3 separate regions of the Pan troglodytes genome follow, and all the other regions are linked to region 1. A link is a contact called in public Hi-C and HiChIP or PLAC-seq data. All regions are on one chromosome and are shown on one strand. The core of a region is the stretch at or near the end of the contact, and the rest is flanking DNA. Distances in the headings are between cores, read along the strand shown.

The links. A called contact is a pair of places that touch in the nucleus more often than the background predicts. HiChIP or PLAC-seq counts read pairs in DNA pulled down with a chosen protein or histone mark.
Region 2: a Hi-C map of stem cell-derived neural progenitor cells shows a contact between it and region 1, with 2.6 times the contacts expected there. The contact joins the promoter of GRPEL1 here to the promoter of TBC1D14 in region 1. A contact is called at or near these places in 2 of 7 Hi-C or Micro-C datasets (blood and stem cell-derived neural progenitor cells) and 1 of 1 datasets of contacts at active chromatin or transcription factors (stem cell-derived excitatory neurons).
Region 3: a contact with region 1 is called in an H3K4me3 HiChIP or PLAC-seq map of stem cell-derived excitatory neurons, with 5 times the contacts expected there. The contact joins the promoter of CFAP184 here to the promoter of TBC1D14 in region 1. A contact is called at or near these places in 1 of 7 Hi-C or Micro-C datasets (stem cell-derived neural progenitor cells) and 1 of 1 datasets of contacts at active chromatin or transcription factors (stem cell-derived excitatory neurons).

What each region holds. Positions count from the first base shown.
Region 1 is chr3:7,232,752-7,236,019 of NHGRI_mPanTro3-v2.0_pri, reverse strand. TBC1D14 (TBC1 domain family member 14) reads right to left here and starts at 1,489. Exons shown (of 14, transcript XM_003950284.5): 1 at 1,233-1,489.
Region 2 is chr3:7,390,215-7,393,482 of NHGRI_mPanTro3-v2.0_pri, reverse strand. GRPEL1 (GrpE like 1, mitochondrial) reads left to right here and starts at 1,631. Exons shown (of 4, transcript XM_526517.7): 1 at 1,631-1,888. The coding sequence starts at 1,827. It overlaps LOC134809859 (a long non-coding RNA gene), which reads right to left and starts at 1,548. Exons shown (of 3, transcript XR_010156421.1): 1 at 1-1,548.
Region 3 is chr3:7,364,922-7,368,189 of NHGRI_mPanTro3-v2.0_pri, reverse strand. CFAP184 (cilia and flagella associated protein 184) reads left to right here and starts at 1,624. Exons shown (of 1, transcript NM_001328281.1): 1 at 1,624-3,268. The coding sequence starts at 1,670. It overlaps TADA2B (transcriptional adaptor 2B), which reads right to left and starts at 1,253. Exons shown (of 2, transcript XM_009447329.5): 1 at 768-1,253. The coding sequence starts at 1,037.

The DNA.
Region 1 (3,268 bases), core at 240-2,739:
GGAGTCCATAGGGTCATTCTCCTATCCTCCTGACCAGCTGTTCCCATCAGGACCGCAACCCACAGCCTAGAGAGACTGCTGGCGGGAGGGGGACCAGGAGTCCCCGGACTCACTCCTCAAGGCAGCTACCCCGGCCCCGAGAGGGTCCCCGGGCCAGGGTCTTCGCGGCCCGGTAATGGGAGGCTCCAAGGCGGAGGCAGAGAGATTCCCTAGCCCAGGGACAGACGGTTCGCGTGGGTGGAGGTCCGAGGAGGTCAGGGCTCCGAGATGAAAGGGGGTTTCGCGGGTCAGGGGCTCCAGGGGTAGAGGGATCAGAGATGAAAGCGGGGTCAGGGGCTCCAAGGAGGAGGGTCCGCTGCCTGGGGACTGAGGGTCCGCTGCCTGGGGACTGAGGGTCCGAGGTGGAAGGGGGCTCCGGGGTCGGGGTCTGGCGCACCGAGGCGCCTCTTCTCAGGCCGGGAGCCTCGCGTCGGAGTAGGAAAACTTTTCGTCAAGTTCCGGAAAGGAGCGGGACACAGCGCGCGCCTCCGCGAGGGCCGCCGAGTCCCGAGAGTCGCCCCCGCCCCGGAGGCCCCGTAACGGCACCCCGGGCGCCACGCACGCGCTGCCCTGGCGTGCAGGAGCCGCGGCCGCGCGGCGAGGGACACCCAGCAGGACCCGCGCCCGGCGACCTGCCTCGCCCCGGCCGCTCCCCGCCTCGGCCGGCGCTGCAGCAGGTGGCGGCCCCGCGCGCCCTGCCCTCCCTCGCGGCCCGCGGCCCGGCCCTCGCGGGAGGCTCTCAGTACCGGAGTTAGCGCGGCTCCGACGCCATCCCCGGGACCCGTGGGCCCGCAGCCCAGGCCCCGCGGGACCGGCAACTCGCGCGACGAGGACGCCGGGCACGCGGTAGGCAGCGGGTCCGACCCGCAGGTGCGCGCGAGCAGCCCGCGGCGAACAGCGGCGCGCACCCTCGCTTCACCCCGCCCCCTCGCCCGCCCCCTGGGCACGCCCCCACGCACTTGCGCCCCGCCCCCTGCCGGCCGGCGCCCGCTCTTCCGCCCGTGCCGCCGCGTCTGGAGCTCGGCGCTCGCCCGGCTGTCCCTCTTCCGGGGGCCGCCCGCCGCGGGCCTCCGGAGCGGCGTCGCCGGCCCTTTTTTTTTTTCCGGAGAACCAACCGGAGTGGCGAGGAGCTGCCTTGAGCGGGCCTTTGTGTCCGCAGGGCCCCCACGGACATCCGACAGGGGGCCCCTTACCTGGTCGGCTCCACCCGCAGCCATCTTGGAAGTGGGAAGCGGCCGGGAGGGGGAAGGGGCTCGAGCGGGCAGGGCTCAGGCGTAGGGAGCCGAGCGGCGGAGCGCATCGATGGGGCTCCCCTGCCCCGGCCGGTGTGCGGGAGACGGTCCGGGCCCCGCCGCGGAAGGGAAGGTTTGCGTGACACCGGAGCTCAGGCCCAGCCGCGGTGGTCTTGGGAGCGGCGCCGTGGCGTCCTCCCAGCCAGCCTCAGTCTCTTAATCTATAAAGGGCTTTTCCGAACGTTCTCTCTTATCGCGCTGTGACACGGTGCCTGGCGCTGTAGTTCCCAAACTGGTCTGCACTTTAGTATTGCCTGCGGAGCTTTTAATATTCTGAAGCCCAGGCCGATTAAGTCACAGTCTCTGAAGATGAGATGGAAGCATCATCAGTTTGGGAAGCTGTGTAATGTGCACGCGGGTTTGGAAGCCACTGGCCTGGCGTTATCTGCATATTTGGCCTCAACATTGCACAAACTCCAGAGACGGGATCTATGATCAGAGCCATTGTACAAAGCGGGAAACGGGCTCAGAGATGAAGCCCTCCGCCCAAGGACCCGGGTGGGTCAGTAGTTGAGAAGGGCAGAAGCCAGGTTCCCTGCCCCAGAGCCCTCCACGAGCTGGTAGAGAGTATGTGAGAAGCCCCTGTTGACGGGCAGTGGGTCTCCATTCCCCTTCTAGGCTGTGGGTTCCATGAGGAAAGCCGGGCTTATCTTGTTTACTGCTATTTTCCCTGGGCCTGGCAAATAGTCGGTATTTGACGTTATTGGGTTGTCGTTAGACTCTGGGGACTTGAGGGCAAGAGGAGAGACCCAGCGCTGGGAGCCAGAAGTCCTGGATTTCCACTTGGCTTTGGCTCCTGCCAACCAGGAGCCCTGAGAGTTGTCACTGGCAGATAAATTACCAGAGAGGAAACCCGGGAGAGACTGACTACAGCCCAATCTAAGGGAAGACTCAGCCACTCAGAAAGGTCAGGGGCAGGAGGAGTTTCCGCATTACAGGAAGCATCTGGAAGCATGAAATGGAAGATTTGTCTCTACTGCGGTCGTTAGGGATGGGCTAGGGAACCCCGAACTTGGGTCTCCTCTCCAGCTCATGGCTGTAAAAACCCTGAGCATCTATGAGATATGACGCAGAAGCAAGAGAGATTTTTAAAGGCGATCTCTTGAAAGCAAAAACATTAACATCCCTCGCAGTGCTGCATCACAGAAACTTTATAAATGCTTAAATTTCTGGGGGTTTTAAGTAAAAATAATACGAGGCCTCCTTCATACCTCTTAAAACAAGGCCTCCCCAGCTTTTTCTAAGTAAACCCTAGTGGAAAAGTACAGACTGCTTCAGTCGTGACTTAATTAGCAATTTTTTAATGCGTTGGATTAATAGATCTGCTTGGGGCTCCCAAATCCCTTCCAGCCCTAATTCGGAGTCTTAGGGTCTAAAACCCTACAATGACAAGGAACCATTGTTCTGTATCCAGAACCGAAGTCTGTGGTCCTGCAGATTTGCACCTGGCGCCCTCTGCCTGCTTTTTCCTCACTCGCCATCCTGCTGCGCCCACTCCGTCTCTCCCGGAGCCTGTCATCACCTGCACCTGCAGCGTGATTTGACCCACGCCTTACCTGTTGCCCTCAGCGCCCAGACATGTTCTAGACAAATCTTCATTGCAACTTGAGTCTGACAAAATTAAGAACACGGCGAACAGGATTTAGCCGTGTGGCTGTGTGCGGTCACTTCACCTTTTGGCACCTCCCTCACCCCCATCTCTGATGTGCAGATAATCCCGGGATCAGGGCGGTCAGCCCTGGATCTCAGCTCTGCTGGTCCTTAGGCGTAGACCCCCATCATAACTGGCTAGATGAAGCCATCTCATTCCCCATGCAGACTCTACCTGAGGTTTCCAGAAGGATTATCTCCCCGCAGTAAAGCCATCGCTTAGTGTGGACAAGATCCAGGCCTCTTAGCTCCCTCTCATCAGTTCAGGCAAAGGACCTACGCATGGG
Region 2 (3,268 bases), core at 382-2,881, 160 kb before region 1:
TCGCAGAAAACTACAAACATATGCAAAAGAAAATCGTCATAACTCCTGTGGCATTCATCACCCAGCTTCAACCGTTACTAACATTTGCCACTTGTGTTTCACCTGTCCTTGAATTTTTTTTCATGGAGAATTTACAAAGCGAATACCAGACATAGGGGCAATTTACTGTAAATACTTCCGTTTGCATCTCTAAAGGTTAGGACATTTTACCCACCAGCCGTTACTGCTCCCTACCAAAAGTATCGATAACTCCCAGTTTTCATCTAATACCCAGCTTTATATTCCAATTTCCCCCACCTATCTCTCAAATGCCCCGTTTAAGCTAGTTTATTCTATCATGATCCAAATAAGTTCCACACATTCCATTCAATGACGTCTTTTAAGCTCATTTATTCTCTAATAGTTCAGTTCCACTTTCTTTTTTTTTCTCCAGGCTCGAATTAATTATATTATCATCATAATTATACTATTATCTTAATTATTGGTATTAATTGACACGGTCATTTGTCCTGTACAACATCCCACATTTGGGGTTTAGCTGTTTGCGTCTTTCTGCAAGGGGCATATTACCTGGCAAACAGTAGGTATTAATCAGCATGGGTTGAATGGTTTCAATAGCAGAAAAGCAAAAGAATAAAGGTTTGGTCCTTTACTCAAGTGGTCCTACATTCACTAATGTAACAAGCAGGCAAAACTCCACTTGAGAAGCCACCAGCTCGCGCCCTGGGATCCTGGGGAGGGCACGGGCTACAGCCCTCAGATCTTGGCCGCCAGAACTGCACTCCAGGCCACGCGGTGCTGAAGCGGGAGCCAGGCCCTATCTCCTGCGGGAACCCCGCTTGGGGGCCGGCACCGGGGCCATAAGAACACGCGGCCCCTGCTCTCCCAGCACCTCTGTTTTTGGGGGTATGCGCTACAGCAGCACGGACCTCGGTCAGGTTATGAAAACGTGTGCATTTATGAGCTTTAGTTGTGCCCCAATGTTTTCTATACGCTGTTCTTAGTCTGTTTTTCGTGTTTTGAGAAAACTGAAGATAACAGAAACGTACAAAACACACGCCCATATTCCCATCATCCAGCATCAAAACCGCCAACATTTCGTCCCATTTGTTTCCCGGGTTTTGTTTCCTGTTTCACCAGAACTCACTGGTGGAGACGGAGACCCCAGTGCCTTCTCTCCGCCTCGGGCGCCTGGAGAAGCAGCTTCGGGGTCGGGGCGCCTTCCCAAGCGGTTGCCTCCGCGGTTATTTCTCAAGCAACTACGTCGCCGTTTGGGTGGCGCTCGCGCCGAGACTTCATTTTCATTTAGCAAACATGGAGTGCTCCGCGCCGCTCTGGAGCCGGGGTGTGAGGGTGAACAGGGCTCCCCACGCTCGTTCCCAGAGCAAAGGAAGGCCCGCGGTGTCAGCGCAAGGGCGGGTGCGGGCCGGGAAACGACAAGCTGCCTCCGCACTCCTACCCAAAACCCGGCTCTGAAGTCCCTCCCGGCCCGCGACGCGCGCGCCCCACCCCGGCGCTGGCCCCGCCCCCTCGCGCTGCCTCCTCATTGGCTCCTCCCGGCATCGCCACGCCCACAGGAGGCTCCTCCCAATGCTCACTTCACCTTTCACCTCTTCAGGGCCTCCGGTAAGCCTCAGACCCCGCCCACCGGGGGGTGGGGAAAGATGCTCTTCCGTGACCCACAATTATTGGTGACTATTGCCTGTCCATAACAGGAAAAGCGATTACGGATTGGCTGAGGCGAAGTAGTAGGGCGGAAAAGTGGGTATAGCTGCCTGCACGCACGCTTGGTGCGTGCGCGGCGACGGCGACAGGCAGTGGCAGTCATGGCGGCTCAGTGCGTGAGGCTGGCGCGGCGCAGTCTTCCTGCTTTGGCGTTGTCTCTCAGGTAAGGGGCACTTGGTCTCCCTGGGCGGAGGTGGCAGCGCGACCTCCCGCTCCGATGGGGGCCTTTCCCGGCCCCGGGGCCTCCTTCCCGGCCTCGGCCCCGGAGCTGGGCATCTCCGGGCTCGCGGTTCCCCGCCGCGGGACGCGGACCGCCCCGCTGGGGCCTGCTCTGCTGCCAGGCTGCCAGCTCAGGGCTTGGGAAGCGTGGAGCGGGCGGGCGCCGTATCAGGAGGAGAGGACCGCAGCGCGGGGGGCGTCTGGCTCGGAAGGTACGGTGGCCCACGTGCGCGTGTGGTCCAGGGCCTGCGGCGACGCCTCGCGCGCATTCACGGTCTCGGCGCTCACGGGCGCAGAGGCAGCCGCAACTTGTGCGGTTGAAGAAGCGACCAAAGAAGCTCGAGCTTTGTCCAAGGTCACGCAGCGAGGCCGAGCCTGGCCGGGTGTGCCCTGGGCAGGAGCTGTGGTTACTCATTTCCGTGCCGCAGCTCGAGGCCGGGGCCACGGCGGTGCTCGGGAAACTTCGTGTCGCAAGGTGCGTGTTGCCCGTTCACAGGCTTTTTCCACTCGACCTCGAATTCCTTCACTCCGCCTTCTCCAGCGTCTGAGGTCAAAAGAGTAGTCGAACCTGTGCTGCTGCTGGGCGAAGAGTTTGTTTAGACAAGGGCACATTTCGGGCCTGAGGGCCACGAGACAGTGCCCCCCTTTTTTTTTTTTTCCCTCAAATCTGCCCCTTCTGCTTTTTGAAAGTTCTACTTTAGAAGTTAGTATGGCAAGTACTTGCTGGAGGAAGTGCCTAGAACCAAGTTGTTGATTAGAGAAGCCACTGAGGGCCAAATTGGCCAAAAGCTGGGCAGTGAGATGTAGTTCTTCCCTGAAGGAGAGCCGGCAGGTGAGGTGAAGATCACTTTCAGTCTAGGTGATTAAGGGGTAAGTGCTAGCTTAATAAATTATATCTTAAAAACACAGGAGCCAAGAGCAACGACCCACGTGGAATACTTGAGTAAAAAGACTTTGGGCAAGTAATTGGTGGTTTTGTATTGGAATTAATTGCCAGGAAAGTGACCACCAAGTCAGCATCATTTCTGTCTCTAGAATGGTAGTTTTGTGGAAAGATGCTCAACTAGGGAAAGGCAGGAGAGCTGACTGGTAGTCATAGCTCTCAGAGTAACTAGGCTTTCTGAGACTCAGTTTCCCTCTGCAGAACGAGATGGCCCCGGGTGTGGGTCCTGTTGCACATTCCTGGCCACACTTTGTGTTGGCTGTGCTTCGGAAAGGGGTCTGTGAAGAGCTGACCTGCAGAAAGGCTGGTGGCTGTCACACCCCCAGGCAGAACAACTGGAGAGGAAGGTGGGCTTCACAACAGTACACTCAGTTTTTATTT
Region 3 (3,268 bases), core at 375-2,874, 130 kb before region 1:
GCTGAGAGACCGCCCAGAGAGAACAACCATGTTCCTCTCTCAAGGACAGAACCTAGCACACGATGTTGCTAGCGTTAAGTGGATCCAGTCCAGCTCTCACCGCTCCCCACACAGGGCTGTCTCTACAGAAACCTCAAAGGTAAAGAGAGCAAAACCCAAGCCCCAGGCCTCCCAGGCCAGGCCTCTTTGTTCATTCTTTACTGACCATTCGCACAAGGTCGTGGGTTGTGGGGACCCAAGCATAAACCAGGCACGCTACCCACAAAATGTGCACTGCGGACCACATAGGGCACATGCATACAGTGACAGAAAGCAAACGGGGCCGCCCCAGAGACCCCGAGACAAGCCGCAGGGCGCCCACCGCTCTCCTTCCCTGGTGCTCCCACCGCTTTCTGTCGAGCCTGTGGGCCTGCCTGTCTCCACGAACTCAGGTAAGGCACCGAGTCTTGCCCAACGTCTGCACTCCGCAAACGCCTGTGAAGGCGTCCCTGAAGGTGAGGGAAATGGCTCTGCTGTCAGAAGCCAGCGTTCAAAGCCCCACTTGGCCCCGTCTCGGCTGTGTGACCTTGGGCGCGTCACAGCCTCTCAGAGCATAGGTTCCGACAGGTGCCCGACTATAAACCGGCAGCGTCGCCCTCCCCACCTCCGGGGCCTTCTGGGGTGCGGAGCGAGCGAGCAGGTCCGGCGCTGCCTGCGCGCCCAATTACAGGAGAGGCGCGGGCCTTCCAGTGCCCTAGCCGGGACCCGGCCCCCGTCGCGCCGCTCACCCAGTTTCCGAAGCCGAACTGCTCGATGGCGTCCAGCAGCAGCTGCTCCTCGCGACTGGTCCAGCCGCCCTCGGCCTCGGGCCCCCAGAGCGTGAAGCGCCCGCCGTCCACCAGCTGGTAGCCGTGGTAGCGGCGGTGGTGGCCGATCTCGGCGCCGGCCGAGAAGCACTCGGGGCACAGCTCGATGTCCTGGCACTCGGTGCAGCGGAAGCGCAGCGGGCTCACCTCGGCCAGGCAGTACACGCAGTACTTCTTCCCCAGCTCCGCCATCTTCCCCCGCTCGCCGCCCGCCGCCCGGCCCGCCGCGCCCCCGGCCGTCAGCGCCCCGCCGCCCGCGGGACCCGCCGCCGCCGCCGCGCACGAGCAACCGCCGCCCGCCGCCGCGGCTGCCGCCACCGCGGCCCCAGCCCAGCCGCCGCCAGAGCCAGCCAGCCGGGCCGCGTCCCCCCTCAGTACGCAGGCGCCGTCCGGCCCGGCCCGGCCGCCACCGCCGCCGCAGCTGTCGCCCCGCCGCATCGCGCAGGCGCCCCGAGGGCGCCACCTTGCGGACGCCCGGCCCGCCGCTCTGCGCCTGCGCGCCCCCCGCGCCGGCCACCGCCGCCTTTCCCAGAGCCTCCTGAACGCCCCGCCCCAGGCCCGGCGGTGGGAAATGGGCAGGCAGAAAGCCCGGCGGGGGCGCCACGCCCCTCGCGGCGAGAGCCCACGGCCGCTTCCAATCAATCTCGCCTATCGTCAGCTCGCGGCCTCCCATTGGCTTGCTCTCGCCGGGCAGCGGGGAGAAGGCGCTGGACGACGGCCTGTCGCCTGGCCAATCGCCGGGCCCAGCGTGCGCGCCTTCTGTTGCCCCGGGAAACCTAACAGCGTCCTGCCGGGGTCCGCTGCGCTGGCCGAGCCGGGAGGAGATGGACGTCAGCTCTGAGCACACTAAGGACCCCGGCGGGGAAGGCGGAGATGGGGAAAGCCTGGCCGCGTGGCCGTCCAAGATCAAGGCCAGCTCTGGCCCTCCGACCTCTCCCGAACCCGGGGAGCTGGAGTCGGAGCCGGAGGAGGAGGAGGAGGAGGAGGAGCAAGCGGCTTCGCAGGGAGGCACCGCCGCGGACGAGCAGGCCGAGGCCCCGAAAGGGCTAACGGCAGCCGAGGCTGCGGGCGAGGAGGGGCCTGGAGAGCCGGGGAGGCCGGCCGAGCCCCAGCCCGAGCCCGAAGAGCCGGCCGAGGTCGGGGCTGAGGAGCCCTCCCAGCCGGAGTCCGGAGCCGGGCCCGAGGAACTAGAGGCGGAGGCGGGGGCGGAGGAACTGGAGCAGGCGGCAGAGGGGAAGGAAGTCAGGTTCCAGGCCTCTCTGCCGCTGACCAGGATCGATGAGGTAGAGGCTGCTGCAGCCCCGGAGGCCGAGACAGAGCGGGTGGAGGGGGAGGAAGAGGACAAGGAGGAGACGCAGAGAGACGGCGCGGAGAGCAAGGAGAGGGATGGGGAAGGAGGCCCGGCCAAAAGCCAGGAAGAGGGGAAGCGCCTCGATGGAAGGGACGAGTTTGAGGACCTCGAGTGGTCCGAGGAGGTCCAGAAGCTGCAGGAGCAGCAGCTGCGCAGCGACCTCCTGGACCAGTACCGTTCCCTGCTGGTGGAGCGGAACCGCTCCCAGCGCTACAACCTATACCTGCAGCACAAGATCTTCGAGGCGCTGCGCAGAAAGAAGGGCCTGGAGGCCGCTGAGGTGGCTGACCGGGGCGCAGAGGCCGAGGCCCCCGAGAAAGAGCAAGCGTACCTGCGCCATCTGGGCATGCTGGAGGAGCTGAAGAAGCAGCAGGCAGACGACCTGCAGTGGTACCACCAGGAGCTGGGCCAGTTGAAGCAGCAGTGCCAGGAGAAGCTCACCAGGGTGGAGAAGGAGTGGCGACGTTTCCAGGCACTCAAGAAGCAGGTGGTGATGCAGGCCATGGGCAGCTGTCGGATGAGGGGCGGGCGCCAGGCTGCTCTGCGAGAGGTGGAGCAGATCCAGGCGTTGGAGGATAAAAAGGAGAAGGAGATGAGCGCCGTGCGGCTGGAGAACATTCAGCTGAAGCAGAGCCTGGTGCATTTTGAAACCAGGATGAGGACCCAGGAAGACCTGACCCAGGGTCTGCTTCTTATTGACTTTGAACAGCTGAAGATTGAGAACCAAACCTTCAATGAGAAAATTGAGGAACGAAATGAGGAACTTTTAAAACTTCGCAGCAAGGTGACCAACAGTGTGCAAGTAATAACCCACGTGAAGGAAAAGCTGCACTTCATGGACACGGAGAACGCGTGCAAAAAGACACAGCTGGCAGAAATCGAGGCCCAGGTCGCCCTAGGAAGAGACATCCTGACCAAGACGAAGCAAGCTCGAGAGGGGCTGCGGACGGACAACATCAGACTGAATCAGAAGTGCGGGCTTCTAGGCAAGGACTCACTTCTTCGGGACTTGGAAGAAAAGGTGGACAAGACCGAACTGCTCCACCGGCGCCTGGAATCCCTGAAGCGCCAC